Linked DNA regions of Mus musculus: regions 1, 2, 3, 4, 5 and 6 are each linked to region 7. A link is a contact called in public ChIA-PET, Hi-C and HiChIP or PLAC-seq data. All regions are on one chromosome and are shown on one strand. The core of a region is the stretch at or near the end of the contact, and the rest is flanking DNA. Distances in the headings are between cores, read along the strand shown.

Region 1 (3,660 bases), core at 497-2,996, 720 kb before region 7:
TCTGGAAGCATTTTCATAGCTCAGTATGCATATATTTGCAGCTGTGGCTCTCCTCATCTTATGATGATGTACATGAGACTGACATTGAGAAATATACCAGATATAGGCAAAGGAAGGAATGGACAACCCCTTGCCTGCCTCTATCTCTATTGTAATCAGCTACTAAAAGTGTCAGAGAGTGGGCTCAGCCCAAAGTTCACACCTTTTCAGTTCTTGGCACATTTTCAGGTCACCTTTTAGTAAGGCTTAGATTTGTAAATAACTGATTCCCATGTATAGACCCTGTTGGTGGCAGAACCAGTGTTGCATTGACAGGCTGTTAGGTAGGCATGTTGCCATTTCTCTTTTTTTTTTTCTATCACAGATCTGATTTTATTGCCAAGGCAGCTTAAAATATAGAATCTCCTAGCCTATGACTATTGGATACTATCATTCAATATATGATAATAGTCCATGTTAGATATATGAACTGTTGAGGCAAATCAAGCTCCCTGAACTTAAGGAAACATTGAATGCATTCTTTTCCTGTGGTTTTGAAAATGAAAGGCTCTTGTTTTGAAGCTAAAAAATGAAGTGTGTAGGAGAGGGAGGCAGCCCCCAGAAGCCAGAAGGGAGGGAGGGATCTTTTTACAATGCATTCATTATACTATCTTCTTGGTAGTCCCAAGTCTTCAATCCTTCATTAGGTAGATTTTTCAAGCAATGGCTTGAGTTTGTGCTCTGGAGCAGATGAGATGCCATACTGGGCAGCTGATCAGAGGGGTAAGAGGCCTGCTGATTTCTTACTTGGAGAAGCAGCCTCAGTCAGACAAGAGTCAATCCTTTAGACAAGGACTGTGGACAGGGGTGCTCAGGCTCCACATGGTATAGACCTATCGTTGCACTTGGGGTCAAGTCAGGTCAAAACAGTGCAAGTTGAAGCTATGTCAAAGACTAAGCTTGGGAGTCAGATTTCCTAAATGTGGTGTTAATGCAGAGGCAGCATCTCAGCATACTGTTGATGTGGACTAATGTCATTGTGTGTGTGTGAGCAGTGTGTGGGCAGGCATGTATGTGTGGATTCTACATATAACATACCTGCTAACACAATAATACCTGCTGTATTACTTATACTACCTTGTTTTTTTGTTTTGTTTTGGGGTTTTTCTTTTTGTTTTGTTTTGTTTTACTGGATCTCTCTATTGTCTGGAACTTCTCAATTAGGCTAATCTTGCTGGAGGAATCTGCCTGTCTTTGCCTTTCCCCCCTTGGGATCTCATTGTTTGTTATTCATTCATTTATTGTGTGTGGATATGGGTGTGAGTCTGTGGGTATTTGTGGGCCACAGCACATGTGTAGGGGTCAGAGGGCAACTTACGGGAGTCAGGGCTGTTGGAGCAGAATCTGTGTTTTGAAGATCAAACTCAGATCTTCATACTTGCAAATACTGGCTGATCCATCTCCCTTCAGCCTAAAGCCTAACTTTAAACATATAATTGCCAGAGTATGGCCTAATGGTGGACCCCTAACTCTGCTTGTGGGAAAAATAATTCCATTAAGGATGCTCCTATTTTGATCATGGACTGATATTTTTTCCAGTGGGTTTATTAGGATTTTGATACATTTTCAAGAATTAGTTCAATAAAGCGTATCTGTTCTCTTTCTACTCCAGGCCAGGTTTTCCCACCTGCTTTCACCTCAGTTTTGTGTCTCTTGAGACTAGACTCACCACAAGGAACAGATGGGAGTGGCTGTTGCTCTTTTCACTCAAGTGTGGCTAACAGCATTTCCTTTTCAGCTAAGCTCTCTGTACATCCACAGAGCTCTTCTTCCCAGCTCTGAGGCATGAGCTCTTCAAAAGGAAATTTCTGGTCAAGAAGCAAGGAAAGGTCTTTCAAGAGTGGGTAGCCACCTGGAAGCTAATCAGATCTGACTTGTGCCTTTGAGGGAAAAGGCTGCCTTCACGGAGGCCTCCTGGGCTCATAATCATGTTTGGATCACAGCATTGCAGTGGGTCTTAGTATCTTGGAAAATCAGCATTAAGTGTTAGCTGGTTGTTCTTATCCTCCATAGCATTCCCTGAGTATCTGGAGTATAGAGTATTGGTAGCTTGTCTCTTGCTGTCTATGTGAGCCTCTAAGAATGGCTCTGTCCACTAACCACAAAGTTCTTGACCTCTTGGGGTTACTTGTGGGAATATGTAGAGAGTACCCAGTCATATCCCCTGATGTTTTGAGGGTCCTAGAAGAAAAGAACTGATAGAATGAATAGGTTAGGGTTAGGGTACGAAAAAGAGTTTATTAGATAAGGAGTGTTGTCTTAGGGTTTCATTGCTGTGAAGAGGTACCATGACCACAGAAACTCTTTACAAGGGAAACCTTTTAACTGGGGATAGCTTACAGTTTCAGAGGTTTAGTCCATTATCATCACAGGAGGGAGCATGACAGCATGTAGGCAGACATGGTGCTGGAAAAGGAACTGAAAGTTCTATATCTTCATCAGCAGGCAGTAAGGAGAGACTGTCCCACTGGGCGTGGCTTGAGCATATATGAGACCTCAAAACCTGCCTCCACAGTGACACAGTTCTTCCAGCAAGATCACACCTACTCCCAACAAGGCTATACCTCCTAGTACCAATCTCTATGGGCCAAACATTCAAACATATGAGTCTATGGGGGTCATACCTATTCAAACTGCCACAGTTAGGTAACCTAACAATAGCTGTCTGTACACTGGAAAGGCTGAGAAACTCAAGGCTGGATTCTCTGTAGTCCCCAGTCTGTTGCTGAAGGCCTGAAGGATTCCTGGAGAGCCTTCCATCCACATTGGAACAGCAAAAGCTAGGCTCTCACATCAGCTAACATTGGCAGCAGCAATGGCAGCAACAACAGGACAGGCATGCACTCAGCAAGAAATGAAGGTAGGCATGCCAGAAAGTCCGGCTTTTTCCTCAGACTTTTTTATATCTGTACTGCCTAGAAGGTGTCATCCATTCTAGGAGAGGATCCTCCTCTCTCAACCCCTCTTTGAAATGACCTCACAGACCCATCCAGAGGAATGTGTCTTAGTTGATTCCAGATAAAACAAGCTGGCACTCATTATTAACTATTGCAGCCTGGATCAGATTACGTAGGCCTTCCAAGTAATGAGATGTTACAGGAAATATTAAAAAGAATGGCATATTCCTGTACTATACCGGGCTACTCTCTCCCCCACCAACCCCGCTACCTCCACGGCTAGCCCCATGCAGCGACCTATGGAAGTCTTCCCAGCTTCGGTTCTCTTGCATCAGGGCCTCTTGTCTCTTCCTCAACCATCTACCTCCAGCAGCTAGTTGTCACAAATCCCCTTAACCCAGAAAATCAAAACTCTTGAAGTTTAATCAGTCAGATTTACATGTCAATAAATTCTCAATTCACAAGATGCCCGCACAATAAATTCAGGGCCCACCTAGATTAGACAAGTTACCCCAATTATTCTATCCCTATATGATATTATAGCCACCTGTGGCTATTTAAAGCCACACTGAATCTGAATCATCCTGTTCGTCCTCCATCTTGCTTCTTTCTCCTACCTCCCTATCTCTGCAACTCTTAGCTCTGCCTCTTTTCCCTGTCCAACCACAGGCCTCCTTCTGCACTAATATTTAAATTAATTAGACAGGGAAAAATCCTGCCACAT
Region 2 (3,279 bases), core at 747-3,246, 570 kb before region 7:
GGGGTGAAAGGCTGAGGGTAGCTCTCTGAGAAAACAGTGTTTTACGCTTCTAAATAATGACCATCTGTTTCTGAGTAGGAGACACATAATCTATCTTACTTGGTTCTTTACACTCTCCATCACATTTGAAATAGAGAGATATGGTTTTATATGCGAGCAAACGTATCCAATGGCCTTTCCTCTCAGATGCTAAAAGCTATCATGTGTCACCCAAGGTGGTGTAGACAGGAGTTATTAAAACTCATGACCGTGGTGTATTAATAACTGGTCCAGTCATTCATTGAAACTCACAAATGCTTTAGTTATTTTCCTCATTGCTGTGACAAAATATCGGAATGCAGTTTAAGGAAGGAAGGGTTTGTTTCAGCTCAGTATTTGTGAGTGTAGTCTGCCATGGTGGGGAAGACATGCTGACAGGAACATGGTGGGATCATGCTGTATTGGTCATACTGTATCTGATCAGGAATCTGTGAGGGGACAGGAAATAGCTCTAGGTTATAAACATTGAGGTCTTCTACCAGTGACATACTTCTTGTGAGGCTCCACCTTCTAAAGTTGCCACAACCATCTTTAAAATAAATATTTATTTTGTATTTAATTATATATATGAATATGTGTCTGTATAGGGTATGCACAATAAAGTAGCCAAAAGAGGACATTGAATCCTCTTGGAGCTGGAATTACATGTTAACTTGCATGCTGGGAACCAAACTTGGATCCAATGTAAAAGCCCTGATTTTACAACCTTTTACACTTTAAACTTTTAGATAATAACTGAATAAAGTCACCATTTGCTCTGCCCCAGAACTATGGTCAAACGTGGGCCCACAGCTGAAGAGAATGGAGACAATAAATCCTTAATGCAATGATCACAGTATTTCTCCTGTAGCACACTCTGTATTAGTGACTAAAGTTATCCCCAAATGAAGCGTATGAGAAAATAAAAGACTTTTAGTGACAGTATTAAAATATTAGCTTCCCATATTCAAGCATTATAATGGTGTGTTATTACTTAGAGCAGTGCATTTTGAGTTAGGTCATCTGCAAATAGATCTCTGAAATAAGAAAACTAAACTTCCCTCGGCCCCGTGGCTCCAAACCAGGTGCAGTTTAGTCTATCAGGACATGTGGTTGTCGTACTTGAGCAGTGCTGTTGATGCCTAGGTGGAGAGGCAAGGATGCTGCTAGACATCCTTCAGTGGTGATGTTGGGCCCCATACCAGGAAGTACCTATCCAATACTGTCATTTGTTCTGTGGTTGGGAAATGCTATCTTGTAGTGAAAAGATGAGGTGCTTTCAACTATGCATCCTTTTTTTCATCCACCCACTCATCTGCCTGTTTATCCATCCATCAACCATCTGTCTGCTCACTTATCCATATATCTACTCATCTATCCAAATACCAGCCACCCATCCATTCCTCCTCCAACCACTCCTCCAACATGTATGTATCTGCTAACCCATACACAAGGAGTCATGTAGGCAGGTGTTCTCTTGTTCCCATTACCACCTGAATTTGGCTTTTTGAATGTCAATGACTGATCATCCTTCTCATCTATATTCTCCAAAAAATATCCTATTTTATGTACCCACAGGCCACCAGGCCTCTGCATTCCACAATTCCCAGTCTTTCCCAGTTTTTCTGTTTTATAGCTCATTGAGGTCACTTGTCCTCCTGGCTATTGGCATAGTGCAATTGAGCCTGCAATCTACTGAGAGAAGAAATAAGAAATGACTTCACAGGCAAAACATTTACCTGGCACGCTCAGTGGGTCCAGCCAGCTCTGTGATAGCCTTCAAGTCTGGTTAGTGAGGTATGCCCCTCTGGAGAGGGGTGAGAAGGCTGAGTTCTCTAAAGGCTCTGCCAGGCCAAACTTCCTGGAGAAAAATTCGCTATCCATAAAGCACATTTTAAGCAACACCAAAGTGCACAGTGACCCATAGCTTTCTCCTTCTGAACAAATTGTTTAAAGACCAAGATGTGTTGGGGAGATACTGGGCACTGGAGAATTAGCAGCAGGTGCTATTTATAGAGCCACCACGCTCTGCAGAGTTCCCTCTGCCCAGGGAAGGCTATTAATCTTCTCCAGCAAGAGAGAAAAGAAGTAATAAACTCAATAATGATTTAGAGCAAGGGGAGAGAGAGAAAGCACTGAGGCTAATACTAAGGTGGATCTAAGCCAAGAGATGAGCTTCTCTCTGTGGAAAATAACACACACACACACACACACACACACACACACACACACACACACACACACACACAATATGGACAGGGATGCATACTCTTCCCTTTGTCATCTCTGAACTCACTTCTATTTATCTTCTTTTTTGTAAATTATTTTGTTAATTTACATTCTACAAGTTGCTCCTCTTGGTTCCCTTCCCCCTCCCCACACCCACCCCCGTTCATCATCCCATCCTCCTTACCCCACTGCCTCTGAGAGGGTACTCCCCCAGCTGTCCACCCACTCCCACCCCACTTCTGCCAGCATCCCTCTTCCTTGGGGGCATCCAGTTTCCACAGGAATAAACACTTCCTCTCCCACTGAGGCCAGACAAGGCAGTCCTGTTCTACCCATGAGCCCAGGGGCATGGCCTGGCTCGTGTATGCTCGTTGGTTGGTGGCTTAGTCTCTGGGCGCTCTGAGGGAACTGTTCTTATTCCTATGGAGTTGTAATCCTCCTCAGTTCCTTCAGTCCTTCCCCAAACTCTTCCACAGGAGTTCCTGACCTCAATTTAACGTTTGGCTGTTAAGTATCTGCATTTGTCACAGTCAGTTGCTGGTAGAGCCTCTCAGGACAGCCATGGTGGGCTCCCCTCGGCAAGCACAATATAACATCAGTATTAGTGTCAGGGTTTGGTGTGTGCACATGAGATGGATCTCAAGTTGGGTCAGTCACTAGGTGGCCTTTCTTTCAGTCTCTGCTCCATTTTTTTTGTCCCTGAATTTCTTTTCGATTGGAACAATTCTGGGTCAAAAATTTTTAGATGGGTGGGTGGACCCCTTCCTCAAATGGGGGCCATGCCTATCTACTGGAAGTGGTCTCTTCAGGTTCCATCTTCCCACTGTTGGGCATTTTGGCTAATGTCATCACTTACCACTGAGTCCTGATAGCCCCTCCCATCCCAGGTCTCTGAGATTTTCTAAAGGTTCCCTCCACACCCTACCCTATACTGCTGCATGTTTTGATTCATTCTCCTGGCCCTCTTGGGCTTCTCTTGCAATCCCAATCTATTTACATTCTTAAGGCAACGAAATGGCTCTTCATTTTTAA
Region 3 (3,202 bases), core at 588-3,087, 660 kb before region 7:
CAACAAAAGGCACTGCAATTGACAAAATTAAAACAGAAAATGTAGACCAACAAAAAATTAATTTGCACCAGGCTTAATAGTTTCTCTAAGTAAATCCAGCCACTCCTTGGCTGCCTCAGAAAAGCCATAAAATTTTCTGAGAAGAATCTGGCACTGAGGATTCCACACTAATTATGTTTCCTCCCTCTGTACCTCACCCCCTTTCCTCTGTCCGGGAACATGCAGTTTCCATATCCAAAATGCTCTGGGCTCTGCTGGGGTAAGAAAGCCAGGGGAGGCAGGGGCAGGCTGGGAACCACATAAATAAATGGGAATTTCCATGTAGACATGAGGCTTTTCTTTCTCCATTTTTTTTCTTCAAAAATGAGAATAAGGCACGAATATAAATTCCAAAAAGAGCAATTTATTTAAGTCTATCATTTTTGGCAACACAATAGAACACACGTCGGGTGAGCAGTCACAAATCACTTCCCTTCCCACCGTCTGTGGGCTCCACCATATGTTGGTGGTGGGGATACAATTTGCATGTTGAGCTTTGCCTTCTTCCCATGTGAGACGGCATATTGAGATTTCAACAGCTTGCCAGCCCAGCCAATGTTTTGGGACAGTGGAGGTGCAAAGACAGAGGAAGTAAAACTGTCCCTGAATTCAGAATATTTTTAATTGTGTAGTTATTTTTATTCTTTAAAACCCACAGCTCTCAGTGTAAGGGTCAGCACATCCCGCTGGATTCCCTACTTATAAGTTCTCAATGGACTGTTGAGGCCAGTAGGCATCATTACTTCTTCTTGTCCAGTTTGGTTTATGGGAAGATGTCATTCAAGAGGTCTGTGATCACCAGATGAAAAGGAAGTATATAAGGTCTTCATTCCCTTGAGCTGCTCCTCATATCTGGCAATCCTGACCTCTGATTGACACAGAAGCTCAGGATAGCTCTCCGTGTCCCCATTCTTTATCGCTTACTGGACATTGTATTTATACGGTAGCTTGGAAAGTTAAATTTCTTGTATAATCATCCACCAAGCTTGACTTTGAGATATTGGCCTTGGGATAAACCCAGACATGGTTGGTGGTTTGCCTGGTTGAGTTCAACTTGGAGCTGAGAACTGGGGATTCTAGGCGCTTAGCAGCATTTGATTTGAAGTATGATCTTCTCAAAGCTACACAATCAGTGTTTTTTTGAGCAAGTTTACGCCAAGTCATCTTGGGATCCTCTACTGACCAGCACATGTCCTGTCAAACTTTCTTTGTCCCAGTTGTCACTTTTGTACACAGATTCTCCATTCTTACCCATAACCAGGAAGATGTGATTCTGAGGTATCTACTTGGTAGAAAGGTTACAATATTACATGTCTCCTATGGATAGACTTGGTCATCTGTGAGGTAAGCAGTGTTAGTGGATGCGCTGGTAAGCTAAGGGTGCTTGCTGTCAAATCTGAGGACCTGAGTCCAATCCCCAGAATCCACACAGTGGAAGATAAGAACCAATTTCCTCAAATTGTCCTCTTATGCCTACATGGCATGTGCATACTCTCCACTCTCAGATAAAGAGTTGTTAAAGGAATGAGTTGGTAGAGTGAATAAAAGTGATTGTAAGGCAAACAACCCATCCTCAACTTAAGTTGGCGTCCATCCATTGAACCACATCTCCTCATATCCACACACCCAGAGAGACTAAGCGTCTATTGCTCTTCATTGTCAGCTTACTCCTCAAAAAATGATAGGTGGACATTCCTCGTGTTATAGCTTTTGTGATCTCTGGACCCAAGTACACAGTGCAGATGTGCGGAGGGGAACAGGGCTTCACAGAGACACTCGGGGCTGACTCAGTATGAGGTCAAATATTTTATTAAGCCCTGTTCTTTTAGTTGCTTAAGAAAAGAAAAAGAACTTGTGTTTTCATTTATAGCATGACAGTGTTTGAAATAGTATTTGAAACAAGTGTTTTGGTCCGTTACCATCAAACCCCTATGAAACTTAAAAATAAGGGGAAAAAACACCGGTTTTGGTTCTTGGTGAGTTCTAAGAACAAGTTAAAAAAGTAAATTTGCCTTTCTAAATTGTGCCTCAAACTCTTCCTCTGAATTAAAGTGAAAAGATGTGGAAAAAACATGAGCTGTGTGTCCCTGTTTGACTCCAAATGTGCTTTCAGCCTGTTTCCTACAGCCAGTTTTAGCCTAAGCTGCCTTATTGCTAAAGCCTGTAACTTGATACTAAAAGCTTGTCAAAATTAAGTGCATGCTTTATAAGTTTACATTTTTACAGTCTAACTGTTTTTCTTTGATATTTGACAGGGACACAGGTTCCTATGTCATCTGGCCTTGAGTACTTTCAGAACTTTCTCCTGGGCCCATGTGAGGGAGCTCAAGGTTGTAGTGAGTTATGGAATCCTTAAGCTGCCTGCCCAGCAGCCGGCCCTTGGCCTGCACTTGAGGGCTAACACCTGTTGGCTGGACAGAGCAATTAATTTCTTAAAAAAAAATGGTAGGCTGCCAGCAATCAAAGCTAAAAGGATAAAAAATATAATTTTACCTCTTTAGCTTCCAGAAGTGGCCTTTGATCTTTCCCCTCGCCCTTGGGACAGGAGGCACAGATCTTCAGTATTCTCCACAAAGAAACATCTTTAGAAATCACAAACAATGAAGAGCTGGCTGTACTTCCCCCACCCCTGCCCCCAGCTCTGTTACATTTTTTGTATAGCTGCTCACTCTGAGATTGAACAGAGACAGTCACTCACAAGCTAAAGTCTTGTCTACCAAATATTATCCTTAGGAGAACTTACATTGCGGGGCCTTAAGTTATGTTCTAGTCCATCCCTTGCAAGATCAAATGTTAGTTGAGTTTTCTCCTTGATGATTATAATGTATTTGTTGTGGGATGTGTGCATGTGAGATAATTGTGAACTTCAAAGAGCTGAAGTACCAACTGCGGGCCGGGGCTCGGCCACACATACAGCCTCCCTTATTCTCCAGAACCTTTGGTAGTCAAGACAAGGTCACTGATCAGGGTAATTTGCAGGAAAAGTCAATTTCTCAAGTACCAAAGCAGGTGCTGTGGCACTTTATGACAATTTACTGAATCTAAATTGAGGAAGTTGAAAAAAGCAAAGGTCGTGAGCCACAGGAAGAAAGGAGGAAAGAAAATCCCTCTGACTGTGTGCTTAACTCCTCTTCTACCAAGATGCACTCGCCAGCTGAGACGA
Region 4 (3,272 bases), core at 550-3,049, 790 kb before region 7:
GCAGTGACTGGGGAGTAAAGGGGATATCTTGGAAAGAAGAGGGCCACAGAGTATGATGTAACATATTCTGTGCATACATCTCACACTCTATCAACTGGCTCTATTTGTGAGACTATACCAGCAAGGATAATTTACATACATACATACATACATAATTGATCCAGGTCTATTAAAGGTACTGGAAAAAAAGACTTAGGTGAGATGCTTTTTTTTTTGCGGTGTTTTTATACGTACATGCATAAACAAATACATAAATAAATGAATGAATATATTTTCACTACAAAGAGTTTTCTCAGCTATTAAGAAATACTGCTTAGTTTCTGGATTGAAGCTCATTATGTTGAGCTGCCCTCGAGTTTCATAAACTTAGCAAGACCTTTCCCTAGTGCACACACACTCCACGCACTTTACAGAACATTCTCCTCCATTCCCATCTTTTTCCTCATCTTCTGGTTCATTCTTCTGCTCAGAGCCTGCTGGTTTACCCTCGCACCTCCTTCCTGCTCACGTTTGCCCTGGCGCATTATGCAGCAATATCCTTTCCGACTTGTTGGCTTAGCTGCTTTCTGCTCACGGGGTTGTTTAGCTTTGACTGACTGTTCAAACCACATCTCGCCTAAGTCTTTTTTTCCAGTATCTTCAATAAACCTGGATCAATTAGCTTATAAAGAGAAAGGAGTTATTTAGCTCATGATTATGGAAACTCTAATGAAAATCAAGCAGCCTTATTGCTTTGGGGACCAAATAAGAGTACCAGATGCCAGGAATGGGGAGCCTGTGCTGTAGCAAACTGTTAACTAGAGAAGGAGATGCAGACAGAGGGGTTGGTTGGTTCACAAAGACATATCATCATCCCTTAGAAATGAAGTTTATTGAGACAAAGGACCACAAGTTCATGATCAGGCCTTGACATGGGAGGGAGAACATTAAACAGAAAATGGTATCATTCCTCGGGACCGTTCATCTCCCCTACCTCCTAGTGGCCTGGAGCTTGGACAAATAGGTTAGGCAGCCTGGCCAGGGTACTCAGCAATTCACCTGTCTCCATCTTCCCACACTGGAGTTTTTACTGCTGATCAACATAATAGGCTTCTTCTTGTGAGCTGTGGGGTTAACCTGGTTCTCGTGCTTGCAAGGGAAACACGTTACCAACTGATACACTCCTCCACTCAAATGTTTCCATGTAAAACGTTGCTTAAACAACGATGTCAAAGTTTTGTAATACACCACAAACCTCTGATGATTTTAAATTACACAAGAAGTCTGCTTTCTCATCTCTATCTCTCCCATCTACCCACCTCCAGAACACCGCCAGAATATCTACCTCGGCTGAGTCACTTCATGATGAAAATTAGAGAAACATTTACTTGCAAGAATGAACTGTGCATTCTTCTCTCACAAGCCTAGAGTTCATTTTTTAAAAATATATAAGGTTTATGGTTCATCATGTTATTTACATGTCTCCCTGTTATATAATACCTCTTCTCTAAAATATTACTGATAAAATTATCCTGCTGTAAGATAAGCAATGTGCCTGTGCTTTCTTAGAGTGTCCAGCCAAATCCTTCTCTGATCTTCTCTTACTACTAGAATTCCACTGCCTCTGTCATCAGGCCTCTGCCTGCATGGATTATTCAGTTCATGCTGAGAATGTTTCAGTACTTCAGATTGTTCACTGTTCAAAGTCCCTTAGGTACCTGCAAGATCTGTAAGCCAAAGCATTCCTGGGTTATAGGTCTTAACGTCACTGAAAACTCACTGCGCCTGCCTTTCTGCCATTGGACTGTGAGCATCTGGTGACTTTCCTGTTTCTGTGGAAGGCATGGTTCTTGTTAGACTAAAGCCTTTCAGTCCACACAATTAGTATTTCATAGCACACTAGGGAACATTTATTAATTTCCATCTTACTTGTCTTTTGAAGGTTATGGGGTTATGGGTTCTAAGTCGGAGTTATTGAAACTTTAAAAGGTGTAAATAGGTAAATATTATGGCTCTTGGAAAAGTGAGACATTGTCCCCCTTTAAGCATGTGATTAATATTACTAATAAAAATGTCATCAGCCTTCCCTACTATGGTGAAACAGCTAGGAACACATTTTGCGTGTGTGTGTGTGTGTGTGTGTGTGTGTGTGTGTGTGTGTGTGTGTGGCTTTCTTTCTATCTCTAATGAGATCTTTTGAGAGACTGTATAATATAAGAAAATCACCTTTTCTAAGAAGTTCTTGGTGCTTATTGATCTTCAATGATTCTTCATGAAAAGCAGAATAATATTCCTCTGTATTTAGTAAAGACTTGTCTTGCATTTAAAAATCTGTCATTTGTTTGGTTATTTAGATGAGAGTTTGTTTCTTTGTTTCATCCAATTGAACAAAAATGCTGCTTCTGTTAAAGGTTCAAATTTGGGAACACAGGAAAGTAGATTCTTTGACAAATAGAACACATTCTCTATTTTAATTTAATTTTGTTTACACACTAGAATGTAACTTAAGTAGCCATTTCCTTACAATATTAGTCATAGTACATGGGATTGGACATATAGTGAGATATTTAACTTTGATCATAGAAGGCTTTTAAACATCCTTGATGAGATAACATAGTTTGCCCATTTAAAGTACAGAACTCAGTGAAATCAGCCCCACAACCTAATTTGAAAATATTTCCATGAAGACATTGTGAAGACATTCTATGTTCGTAAGCAGCCACTCCCAAATCTCTTCTAGCCACACCAGCCCTAGACCTCACTAATCTGCTTTCTGCTCCATAATTTAAGCAGTGTTCTTTATATACATATTTTTTTTAACTTATTTTTGGTGTTCTGAGATAGGTCTTACTGCATAGCTTAGGCTGGCGGAGAGCTCAGTTGCCTTGCTTTAGTTAAGTACTTAGATTACAGGCTTGTGCCAGCATGCATGCATTTTAATACAAATCTTAATTGTTTTAAAGTTTCGGTGACGTAAGGCCTTGTTAGAATGAGTATATGCAATACCATAGTCTGGTTATAGCAGTTTTTTAAAAATCTTGTCAGGATTTTTTACCTTTAAATGAAGTATCTGGTTGAAAACACCCGAAGTCATTGCCCAACTGGCAGGACTGCTTATCCATGTCTGTGCAGTTTCTCTACCATTACTTTCCTATTTATACAGATCCAGCTGGGCTGTTACAGCAGAAAGATGCCAAGGGTTTGAACATTCAGTATGAAATGCACTCAAGGCCTCAAAGCAGAGTATCTCAGGCAACCAGATCAGTCCTTTCTATTCAGAATTTCTCACGTGT
Region 5 (3,244 bases), core at 335-2,834, 600 kb before region 7:
CCTAAAGCTACAATCCATACACCTACACAAACACAAAAATATTAGCCTTTCAGGGCTAGGGAGATGCCTCAGTGGGGAAAAACACTTGCTGCATAGGTGTGGGGACCTGAGTTCAAGTCTCTAGCATGCACAAAAAAAGTTTGGTCTGGCCACTTGTGCTGGTGGGTACCCTACCATGACAGAGGAGACAGGAGGAGACGACAGGAGGTTCTCTGGGACTTGTTGGCTTTCAGTCTACTTCTACTTCCAGATTCAATGTGAGACCCTGCCTCAAGAGAAAGAAATAGAGGGCGATTGAGTGTGACTCCTGAAGTCTTTCTCTGGCCTGCGTGCCCACACACATGCACCTGTATACACATGGTTTTGAATAGCACACACCACACACAGAGAGAGAGAGAGAAAGAGAGAGAGAGAGAGAGAGAGAGAGAGAGAGAGAGAACACACTCACATACAACTGTTAGCCTTTTGAGATCATTTCTATTTGTACACCTGCTTTTTCTATTTTTGTTTTGAGTTTTAGCTAGAAAGGTAGGATTGGTCCCTTTCTCTCAATGTGTGACATCCAGGGCTTACAGAGATGGCAGCATTTCCTATAAAATAGGAGAGCCTTTATCTGATTTTTTTGTTGACTTATTTGTTTGTTTATTGTATGTAGTGCACACATGCATGGGAGTGTGTGACTGTGTGTACTTGTGCAAGCACTTGTGGAGGCCAGAGGAGAACTTTGAGTCTTCCTTTATCACTCTCTTCCTATCTCCTGGAGATGGTGTCTCTTGTCCACTGTTCTGGCTAGGCTAGCTGGCCTGGGAGCTCCCAGACTTTATCTGTGTCTCTCTGCTCCTCAGTGCTGAGGTTACAGGCATGTTACAGGCATGCCTGGCTCTCTACATGGGTTCTAAGGATTCAGACTCGGGTTTTCGGTTAGAGTGCTTTTATGCACTGTCCCATCTCCCAGCTCCGGAGTCTGCCTTTATATCATGACTCATTTTGCTGGTAGAGCACTCTGCAAGTGTTTTGTATACTATGCTGTTTAGGTATTTTCTCAAGTTAATTGATTGCTAATATCCCAAATTACTCGGTGTAGGTATAAGCAGTTGTTTTTTCTTTCTTTGGCATAGTGCTTTTATTTTGACAAGAATGTGACAAAGGATTAATTGGGCCCATTTAATCTTCAAATGTTGGACTCTTGGGCAATTCACCAATTCTACTTCTAATCAAGAGCTAAACTGCCAAGTGGGAAGTTAGGGAAGCTGGCCATACATCTGCAAATATCAAATGTCTGTGAATGAGATGGAGAGTGCTCTCTCTCTCTCTCCTTTCTGGTCAGATGGTTTCATTTAAACTCCAAAGGGTCAAGGGTGACATCATGACCTCATCAAATTAGACCCAACTGAGAGAGGTGTTTAGCACAACAGAAAGGAAATACTCTGAAGGGCATTAAATGCAAATGAAATTGCCATCTGCCAACTTCAAAAAACACCTGACCTGAAAAGAAACTCCTGCTTCAAACTGCAACCCCACCACCTTCTTTCCTTGGGTTGGACAGGGAAGACTGCTTGGGAGCTGCCTGCCAACCCCTCTGCCTGCCAGACTCCATTTGCATTTCAATATCCCCCTTTCAGACTTTCTCTACTTGAAAAATTTGACAGTGAACCCTAGGAGCAAGAAGAGTGGAGTTCAAACACAACTATTATTCCCTCGCCTCTTGGGTGTGGACGGCCAAATTGGTCATGAGAACTTTTGATATCTAAGAGTAGAAGTCAGTTACTCAGGATAACCTCACATAGCCATTAAAGGTAGGCTTGGAGCATTCTGTAGGATGGAGCCACGAGATAGAGGTCCTAAGGGTGATAGAGTCATAGTTTTTATTTGTTTCAGACATAAATGTTTGTACACCAGAAAATGGACTTGGATAAAAAAGAAAAAAAAAAGCAAACATTAAGCAAGTAATTAGTTATTTAACCACATGTATTAAAGTGTGAAAAAAGTTAGAATGTGTGTTTCACAGCAGTGCTCATTGAGTATGCAAGCACCATGCACATGGCTTTGTGTCCAGAGTCAATCTAGGCAGAGCAGGGAACAAGGCATGTGGCAGGCAGTTATAGCCTTTGTACGAGGCATGGCTCATGCAGGACGCTTCACCTGTGTGTTCCTCCTTGCTTCACCTGGATTGAAACAGAGGTTGGTTGACTGAAGGTGAACAAAGTGGATTTCCAATGAAATCATGGAGCAGGTATGCTTCTCAACTCTGTTGACTCTGGTCCAGGAGTGTTGGAAAACCATTAGCTTTGGGCATTGGTTATACACAGCAGGGTGTCTAAAATTGACTTAACCCTGACAGCATGCTAGATAGCATTGTTTTATGTTTGTTATAAAACTATGATTTTGCTCATTTGGATTAAAATGTCGCTATGGACATTTCATTCATGTTAGGTCCCTTACCCAAACACATCAGTTAGATGTTGCTTCTTAGAGTCATTCATGGCTATGACACTGATTAACTGAAAGCAATTATCCCCTTTGACATCTAATTTTTTTAAAAAAAATCAATTAGTTAATTATTTACTTATTCACTTTACATCCCGCTCATTGTCCCTCTCCTGGTCACCTCCTCTCATAATCCTTCACCCCTCTTCCCCCTTTCTCCTCTGAGTTGGGGGGGGGTGTTCTCCTGAATATCCCCTAACCATGGTACTTCAAGTTTCTGCAGGGCTAGGCACTTTCTCTCCCACTGAGGCTACACAAGGCAGCCCAGTTAGATACAGGCACAGCTTGTGGATAGCCCTTGCTCCAGTTATCCAGGACCCACATAAAGACCAAGGTGCATGTCTGCTACATCTGTGCAGGGAGGCCTAGGTCCTGCCTGTATATGTTCCTTGGTTGGCAGTTAAGTCTCTGAGAGCCCCCGAAGAGTCCAGATTAGTTGATTCTGTTGTTTTTTCTATGGAGTTCCTATCCCCTTAGAGGCCGCAATCCTTCCTCCTACTATTCCATAAATGTCCCCAACTCTATCCAGTGTTTGGGTGTGGATGTCTGCATCTGTCTGATCCAGTGTGGGGAGGGGGGGTGGAGCCTCTCAGAGCATAGCCATGCTAGACTTCTGTCTGCAAGCATAACAGAGTATCATTAATAGTGTCATGGATTGGGGCTTATTCATGGATTGGGTCTCAAGATGGGCCAGATATTGGTTGGCCATTCCCTCAGTCTCTGCTCCATCCCAATCCCAGGTTAAGTTTTGGGTCAG
Region 6 (3,188 bases), core at 621-3,120, 830 kb before region 7:
GGGCATAAAATGAAGAAGATAAGTGCATAGGATTTTCATCAACATGAGAGGGAGAGGATGAGGATCCTTCAGATGTGGTCACAAGAGAAGATTTCCTTGGGTGACATGGGACAGAATTTCGAAGGAAATGCCCTTGTAGCGCTGGGGCTACGTTTAGAAGCCATTGTATAGGTCAGAACATCAATTAGCTCCAATAGCTTCCATGTGGTGAGGACCTGTGATTTCTTTCCCAACAACAAAAGGAAATTCTCAGTATTGAGTTTTAAACCTAGAGTCAGCTCAAGAAATGTGCTCATGAAAATTAAACACCTCCTTAGTTTTTTTTTTTTTTTTAAACAAGCTTGAACCAGAGAATCTTGGAATGGAGAAGCATCCTTGGCTCTTGATCTTGAGAAGTCAGAGGTGGCCAAAGCTATTTGGGGCTGAAGAGGGTTATCTGATCTTCAGGGAACAGCCAGTCAGCTGTCCCCAAGATTATCCTTAGAGGGACAACGATGTCCCTCCATCCTGCAGTATCTCTTTTAAACTTATGTTTAAATAGCTATACTTAAGTGATAAGGAAGGTAGCCTTTCACCTCCAGGATCCTAACTGGATTCAAACTCTAGTCTTCTGGGAAATGAGTTTGGTCGTCTAAGCTGAGCCTCGTAGACAAAAGTCCTTATCTCCAAACTCCAAGCATAATTCAGCCACCATGGCAGGACTAGAAGTCGGCTCTCAGGGAAAGAAACAGAATGAGTTCGGGTGGAAAGTAAATTACCAAAGTAGTTCAATCAACCCCGGATTCAAATCCACATGGTTTAATTGATGGTTCTTTTTTGTCTGGAATACAAGACTGATTCTGAGCACCACATCTTCTAGCTGCATCCCCAAGAGGGGGTGAGGAGCACTTAGGCAACTAAGCGTCCAAAAAATGAGGTCAGAGCTGCAAAGATGCATACGCTTTAGCATCTTAATAAATGTAAATATTCTTTGACTAGTTTCCTTATCTACCTCAGAAGAGCATGACCCCTACACACTGCAAGGGAGAACCCTCTTTTAACTTGGATATAAGTGAAGATCTCCAAGCATGTGCTAAGATGATGTGTTCTCAGGCTGATTTGGTAAGTTTTGAGCAACACATCCAATGTTGTCCCCAAACACAGCAAACCCAAGAATAGAACTGAGCCAAAAGGAAGCAAGAAAGACCAGGTCTCCAGATGACTCTGTTTGACTCCAGAAGAAATAATTACAGGCAAGGAACTTGATGGACTCAGCCTGTTGGTGAAATATATTCACGGGGAGAATGGTTGCTTTCCAGGTAGGCAAAGCCAGACATTTCCCTGCCTTTCTTTCTCCTGCCCCCAACCTCTCTGTGTTCCATTTACAGACTTAACATTTTGCCCACAATAAAATGGATGACAGTTTCATTACAGAATGGCATTACTTGTCAAACTTTGAATTACTGATCATAAAAATATCTGTTCTGCTTTGAAGGATTGTTGGAGGACTTCCATTTTCCTCTCTATGTATGTATTTTTATCAGTAGGGCTGTTTAGTGCAACACACAGGAGCAGGGTGCAGAGGGGAGGGAAGAAGAAATCAAACCCGGCTGTGGAGCCCAGGGCCTGCTGTATTCTCCCCATATAAACAGGCTTCTATCACAGCTCGAGACAGCAGAAATAAAAGGGAGCTTTTTGGCTCACAGCTATAAAAAAAATTATCATAGTGATGAAGTTCCTCAGCCATCAACAGAGCTGTGATAACGCTGTTTGATGATGATTTTCCCATGAATGTTAAGCAGCCGCCACTGCGGAGGCAAAGGAGCTTATCTGCACCTAATACTGATCTCTAATTCCTGCCCTCCTTGAACCATCCATTTTCTAACAGCATTAACTGGCAAATTTACATCCCATCTTAATGCTGCTAAAGAGGACAGGAGATGAAGAGCAAATGACAGCGGTGTAATGAGGGTGGCTTTTTTCTCCTTTCTCTTTAATGGCTGAAGATTTACACAATTGTCTGTAAGCTTATATAGAGAGCTTACCTGAACCTTTTCCCAGCGTGGATTCGACTTGCAGGCGCTTTTGTTAACTAAACACACATAAATATTTTTAAGGAGGTTTAATAGACTTCAAAAGAAAGCCAAAAGGATAGAAAAAAGGGGAAAAGAAAATCACAAATTTAAATGTCATAAATAATATAAAATTTTGGAGAGGGCTAGTGTAATTTCTGAACAAACGGTGTTGTAAAAAAAATAGTGTTCTGAGAGATGTTCGTGTAGACAGATTTTGATTCAAATATTAAGGATGATTAATTAAAGTGAGGATTTAGAGGGAGCTGTGTTCCACATGCCACCAAAAACCTGGGATTTCTCTGATCATGTAACATCCATCAAAATACTACCTGTTCACTAACAGGGTGTGAAGAGATAGAAGGGAATTTCAATAGTAAATCTGAATGTAGGGAGCTACAATAGCTGGATGTGGGGAAATCCCATTTGTGTGTCCAGATGATAAAGTAAACCAAATAAAAATCACCATGGACGAGCCATTTAACATCACAGGCTGGAAACCTTGAAGTTGTCTTTGACTCTCCCGTCCCTTTCATCCTCTTTATCCAATCCATTACCAATCCTGCCTTTCCTTCCTTTGAAATGATTTAGGAAAGAAAAAAAAAAACTCCTCTTTTTTTTTTCCTCCCACCACCCTAAGCCATTTGTCTAGCACCTCTCAATTGAAATAGGGTAGGCTCCCACTGCTTCCTCTGCTCGTCGCCCTCCTTCCACAGTGTTATTAAAATATACCTTAATATTCCTACCCTGTAATTTGAGTTGTTAGAAAACAAACAAGCTTGTCATGTTACCGTCCCCGCTATCCCAACAACAGTCCTCACAGCATCTGAAATGATGAATCTTGGACATGAATTTGACGGAAGGTATAAGACCCATGAATTGAAAGCTGTAAAATATCAAAAGAGAGGAAATTGGAAGAGGAAAGGATGGCAAGCTGGGTCAGAGCAGAAGTTGGAGAGCCTTCTCTCCCAGGCCAGAGAGCAGGGCTCTAGGTGACATACTCTTCTTTGTTTGGTTTTCACCACTCTTTCAAGATGTTAAAAACCCCTCATAGCTCAGGGGAAAATAAAAGGAAGCTACATTTTGCCTGTGAATGGTAGCTTGCTGGATTCCAATTAGAGGACTAGTATTGTTAAG
Region 7 (3,220 bases), core at 419-2,918:
CTTTCTTAATTTCTTTCTTTCTTTCTTTCTCTCAGGAAGAACAAAAACAAAAACAAAAATCAGCAACCAAAGACCAAACGGAACCCGACTTCCCGCCACGTCCAGCGGGTGCCCGGGTTAAACAGGTCGCTGAGAGAACTAGTGGAGCTGTGGAGGTTTCTATTCGCTCTCTTCCCGCCCCTCCCTGGGCCTCCAGAGCAGGAGGAAGGAAACAGTTTGCTCTGAGGTTTCCAAGGTCTCCTTGTCTCCTTAAAGGGGTTGAAGACCTAGAAGTTGCGGGTCTGGGCTGGGGGGACATAGAGTGAGTGTAGAGCAGAGTTGAAGTCCAGTGAACCTGGCCATGTGGCCCTGTCCGAGTCCCTGAGTGATAGACCGGCCGGGAACACGGTCCAGGGAAACAGGATTCAAAGACCTCGCGGGCTCAGAGCTTCTTGACAGCGGGCTTCGTCGCCCAGCATCGTGTCCCAGCCAGCCCGACCCCGGCCCGAACCACGGGACACCTCGTTTGCACCCTTTTACAAAGGGTCAAGGAGTGGGCAAGCCAGTAACCCAAACGAGCTTCAGAGACTGGGGACCAAAGCCTCTCGGGCCCCTAGCTGCCCAGTTTCAGAACCAAGAACCCGGGCTGACCTCCGCCCGTCCAGGCCTCGAGGAGCGCCCACCCGGAGCAGGCCGGGCGCAATGAAGGAGGCGACCGGAGCGGCGTGCTTCAGTTCCGCGACGTGGCACGTACCTTGGAAGCGATGACCCAGATATCGGTAGCGGTGGATGAGCCAGGGGTAGAAGGTGGACGGGTCCCGCTGCTGCGAGGCGAAGAGGGGGTGTGGCGAATGCGAGGAGGGCAGGGGGTGGGCGGCCAGGGCGTGCGGCGGCGGCACCGGGTGCACCGGCACGGCGGGGTTGGGCGGGTGCGAGACCGCCTCGGCGAACACCAAGTCCGGGTTGGAGTAGACGCCCCTGCCGGCGGCGGCGGCGGCGGCGGCCGAGTGGAAGCCGTTGAGGAACGGATTTATGGGACTGGAATTGGCGTAGCTGAGTGCCGCGGGACGGATGGGATCCTCGGAGCGCGAGGCAGGCAGGGGACTGTCCTTGGCCACCAGCGACTCGATGGTGAAGCAGCGCTTGGGCGCCGGCTGAAACATGCTGCGCCGAGGAGCGGGCGCGCTGGGCTCCCTGCTCCCGGCGACCGCGGCGCGCTGCCTCCGCCGCCCGCTGCCCGCGGCGAGGACCGAGGAGAATGGGGGACTCGTTTGTTTGGGGTGGGGGTGGGGGTAAGGAAAGGAAGGAAGGAAGAAAGGAAAGGAAAAAGGAAAGGAGGGGGAGGGGGAGGAGAGGCAAAGCCGAAGATCCCGAGAATCTTGCACCAAACGCGCCCAACCTGGAGAGAGGGGGGAAAATCCTTCCAGAAGAATTTGCAGGCGTGGATTGGGGTAATATTTTTTTGAGCGAGGTGGCGTGGGGGGGGGGGAGATTGGAGTTAGAGGCAGGGAGGGGGTTTTCGGGGAGGCAAAAAAAAAGTTTTCTCTCCTTTGCAAAAGGCGGGCAGGGCGCCCTAAGTCCAAGGACAATCCATGGAAGTGTTCGCTTCTTCACTAGTAGTGCAAACGATTTGTTAGTTCATGAGCCTAATTAGTGCGGGGATCACATAAACAGCTTCCTCCGAAGCCTGGTAAATGGCTTGATGATTGGTCGCTATTACTCGCCCTGAGGTGGAAGGGGGGAGACTCTTTAAAGTGCGTCAGAGGGAGGCGAACGCCTGGGAACCCGGAGGCCTGGATCCGGGCCCAGAATGGAACGGAGTCGGCGCTACTGCCCCGGCTGTGCCTCCAGCCGCCCGCCCGGCCGCCGACCTCTTGGTGTCTTCGCCCTGCGCTCCGGGCTAGCTCCCTCGCTCCTGCGGCGCCCGCTGCGGCTTCTCTCCTCCTCCTTCGCCTCCTCCGCTTCCCTCTTCTCCTCCTCTTCCTCGTTCCTCTCCTCCTCCTCTTCCTCCTCCTCCTCTTTCCCCCTCCTCCTCCCCCTCAGCCACCGCCTCCTACTGCACCCACACCACTCCCACCGGGGCACCCGGGTCCCTGCAGAGTCTCGGGGCTGCGCTGCCTTTGCTGCGGACCCCTGGATCCTAAGCCTGCGGCGCTGGAGCTGATGGGACTGAATCACGGACGGACACGCAGATTTCTTCACACCCTAAGCTCCGCTGCGGTTGTCCCCTGGAGGCCCGCGCCCGGGTCACTGAGATGGCTTCGGGCGCCCGGCGAGGGTAAGCGGGCGGGGACTGGTTCCGGGCAAGGGCTAACCCGCTTCACTCCTACCAATCCCCACCCCCAGCAAAACTCCCGAGGTTTCCTAGGCGCTCGAGGGGGGGGGTCCTCCCACCCCTCCAACCAAGCGTAGCTTCGAGGTTCCAGGGTCCACGCGTTTGCAGTCTTTGACCCGGCTGGTTCGTTTTTTTAAGTTCAAACCTGAGGGGCCAGCTGCGCCTGTACCGTGGCAGTGGACTTCCAGCTTGCACCCAAGAGTTTCTGCTTATCCTTTCTGGAGGGTGGTCACTTCTGTCCCCAAAACAGCTCTTTCTGGGAAATGTGGGGTTATTTGGGAAAGGAGTCTTGGGTCCTAGGTCAGAAGCTGAAGTTATGACTGTGTTATCGTTCCATTGTCCTTAGTGGCGTTGACACTGTTCCCATTATTGCTATTATTACTGTACCTATTTTTATTCTGACATCTGTTGTCCCAGGGCTGGGTTGCTCTACAAATCCAGGTTTCGCAACCTGGCACTTAGGATTGTGTCTCCGGTCCTAGGCCCTGTCCGCATTTTCGAGCTTGCCTTCGGTTTTGGGATGATTTTAGGGCCGACTTCTCTCGTCCCCATTGGCTCACGCTGAGGCATAATTATGATCACATCCCCCCAGCCTGCTGGCGCTGCTCTCTGTTTATTGGTGGTTAAAGATCTATTATCTATTCATCAGCCGCCTCCCCCCCCCCACACACACACCCTTTGCCAATTACATTCTTCTAAAGTGAAGTACCAGCAGGTATTTTACAATTAATGATAATTTTTTTCTGGCGTCCTTTAAATCTGTTACTCCCAGGTCGAAGCCATTTATCCTAAGAGGGATAAAATATCTGTGCTTGGTGGCTAGGTTGCCTGAGACCCGGGAGAAGCAGATCTGGAGAAGACAGACGTGAAGTCCTCTAGAGGGACTATGAAAGCCACCTGATTCCA

The links. A called contact is a pair of places that touch in the nucleus more often than the background predicts. ChIA-PET counts read pairs in DNA pulled down with a chosen protein or histone mark. HiChIP or PLAC-seq counts read pairs in DNA pulled down with a chosen protein or histone mark.
Region 1: a contact with region 7 is called in an RNA polymerase II ChIA-PET map of memory CD8 T cells, with 10 times the contacts expected there. The contact joins the enhancer-like site here to the promoter of Emx2 in region 7. A contact is called at or near these places in 1 of 39 promoter capture datasets (pre-B cells), 18 of 115 datasets of contacts at active chromatin or transcription factors (craniofacial prominence, effector CD8 T cells, embryonic basal ganglia and 13 more) and 3 of 9 other capture datasets (embryonic stem cells, liver and pancreatic islet).
Region 2: a contact with region 7 is called in a Hi-C map of uterus, with 5 times the contacts expected there. The contact joins the enhancer-like site here to the promoter of Emx2 in region 7. A contact is called at or near these places in 4 of 39 promoter capture datasets (hippocampal neurons, liver and pre-B cells), 1 of 15 datasets of contacts at CTCF or cohesin (the NIH/3T3 cell line), 6 of 484 Hi-C or Micro-C datasets (nephron progenitors and uterus), 5 of 115 datasets of contacts at active chromatin or transcription factors (embryonic basal ganglia, embryonic forebrain, embryonic hindbrain and 2 more) and 4 of 9 other capture datasets (adipose tissue, embryonic stem cells, embryonic tail and 1 more).
Region 3: an H3K4me3 HiChIP or PLAC-seq map of embryonic limb bud shows a contact between it and region 7, with 8 times the contacts expected there. The contact joins the enhancer-like site here to the promoter of Emx2 in region 7. A contact is called at or near these places in 1 of 15 datasets of contacts at CTCF or cohesin (the NIH/3T3 cell line), 11 of 484 Hi-C or Micro-C datasets (B cells, ECoMG myeloid progenitors, the HPC-5 cell line and 5 more), 17 of 115 datasets of contacts at active chromatin or transcription factors (bone marrow-derived macrophages, craniofacial prominence, embryonic basal ganglia and 12 more) and 4 of 9 other capture datasets (adipose tissue, liver, macrophages and 1 more).
Region 4: an H3K4me3 HiChIP or PLAC-seq map of embryonic limb bud shows a contact between it and region 7, with 4 times the contacts expected there. The contact joins the enhancer-like site here to the promoter of Emx2 in region 7. A contact is called at or near these places in 4 of 39 promoter capture datasets (frontonasal cranial neural crest, hematopoietic stem and progenitor cells, liver and 1 more), 1 of 15 datasets of contacts at CTCF or cohesin (the NIH/3T3 cell line), 3 of 484 Hi-C or Micro-C datasets (cortical neurons, nephron progenitors and reprogramming fibroblasts), 12 of 115 datasets of contacts at active chromatin or transcription factors (craniofacial prominence, embryonic basal ganglia, embryonic forebrain and 7 more) and 4 of 9 other capture datasets (adipose tissue, embryonic trunk, liver and 1 more).
Region 5: an H3K4me3 HiChIP or PLAC-seq map of embryonic limb bud shows a contact between it and region 7, with 4 times the contacts expected there. The contact joins the enhancer-like site here to the promoter of Emx2 in region 7. A contact is called at or near these places in 5 of 39 promoter capture datasets (embryonic stem cells, hippocampal neurons, liver and 1 more), 1 of 15 datasets of contacts at CTCF or cohesin (the NIH/3T3 cell line), 1 of 484 Hi-C or Micro-C datasets (uterus), 15 of 115 datasets of contacts at active chromatin or transcription factors (the NIH/3T3 cell line, astrocytes, craniofacial prominence and 9 more) and 2 of 9 other capture datasets (embryonic stem cells and embryonic tail).
Region 6: an H3K4me3 HiChIP or PLAC-seq map of embryonic basal ganglia shows a contact between it and region 7, with 8 times the contacts expected there. The contact joins the enhancer-like site here to the promoter of Emx2 in region 7. A contact is called at or near these places in 4 of 39 promoter capture datasets (the 3T3-L1 cell line, embryonic stem cells, liver and 1 more), 1 of 484 Hi-C or Micro-C datasets (bone marrow-derived macrophages), 12 of 115 datasets of contacts at active chromatin or transcription factors (bone marrow-derived macrophages, craniofacial prominence, embryonic basal ganglia and 8 more) and 4 of 9 other capture datasets (adipose tissue, embryonic stem cells, embryonic trunk and 1 more).

The regions. Positions count from the first base shown.
Region 1 is chr19:60,181,182-60,184,841 of GRCm38.p6, reverse strand. No RefSeq gene overlaps it. Among named protein-coding and RNA genes, the nearest start is that of E330013P04Rik, 38 kb to the right of the region's middle. Within about 2 kb of position 1,746, at least 60 of the 459 cell types and tissues checked have an H3K27ac peak or open chromatin away from gene starts, as enhancers often do. A contact at or near this core is called in effector CD8 T cells, memory CD8 T cells and pre-B cells, where this site is marked.
Region 2 is chr19:60,029,163-60,032,441 of GRCm38.p6, reverse strand. No RefSeq gene overlaps it. Among named protein-coding and RNA genes, the nearest start is that of Gm41879, 8.2 kb to the left of the region's middle. Within about 2 kb of position 1,996, at least 6 of the 459 cell types and tissues checked have an H3K27ac peak or open chromatin away from gene starts, as enhancers often do. A contact at or near this core is called in uterus, where this site is marked.
Region 3 is chr19:60,118,411-60,121,612 of GRCm38.p6, reverse strand. No RefSeq gene overlaps it. Among named protein-coding and RNA genes, the nearest start is that of Gm46663, 3.7 kb to the right of the region's middle. Within about 2 kb of position 1,837, at least 13 of the 459 cell types and tissues checked have an H3K27ac peak or open chromatin away from gene starts, as enhancers often do. A contact at or near this core is called in embryonic limb bud and uterus, where this site is marked.
Region 4 is chr19:60,243,973-60,247,244 of GRCm38.p6, reverse strand. No RefSeq gene overlaps it. Among named protein-coding and RNA genes, the nearest start is that of Fam204a, 19 kb to the right of the region's middle. Within about 2 kb of position 1,799, at least 1 of the 459 cell types and tissues checked has an H3K27ac peak or open chromatin away from gene starts, as enhancers often do. A contact at or near this core is called in embryonic limb bud, where this site is marked.
Region 5 is chr19:60,053,496-60,056,739 of GRCm38.p6, reverse strand. It overlaps the pseudogene Csf1r-ps. Among named protein-coding and RNA genes, the nearest start is that of Gm41880, 4.7 kb to the right of the region's middle. Within about 2 kb of position 1,584, at least 9 of the 459 cell types and tissues checked have an H3K27ac peak or open chromatin away from gene starts, as enhancers often do. A contact at or near this core is called in embryonic limb bud, where this site is marked.
Region 6 is chr19:60,285,608-60,288,795 of GRCm38.p6, reverse strand. No RefSeq gene overlaps it. Among named protein-coding and RNA genes, the nearest start is that of Gm41882, 38 kb to the left of the region's middle. Within about 2 kb of position 1,870, at least 20 of the 459 cell types and tissues checked have an H3K27ac peak or open chromatin away from gene starts, as enhancers often do. A contact at or near this core is called in embryonic basal ganglia, where this site is marked.
Region 7 is chr19:59,457,138-59,460,357 of GRCm38.p6, reverse strand. It overlaps Emx2 (empty spiracles homeobox 2), which reads right to left and starts at 1,668. Exons shown (of 3, transcript NM_010132.2): 1 at 734-1,668. The coding sequence starts at 1,142. It also overlaps Emx2os.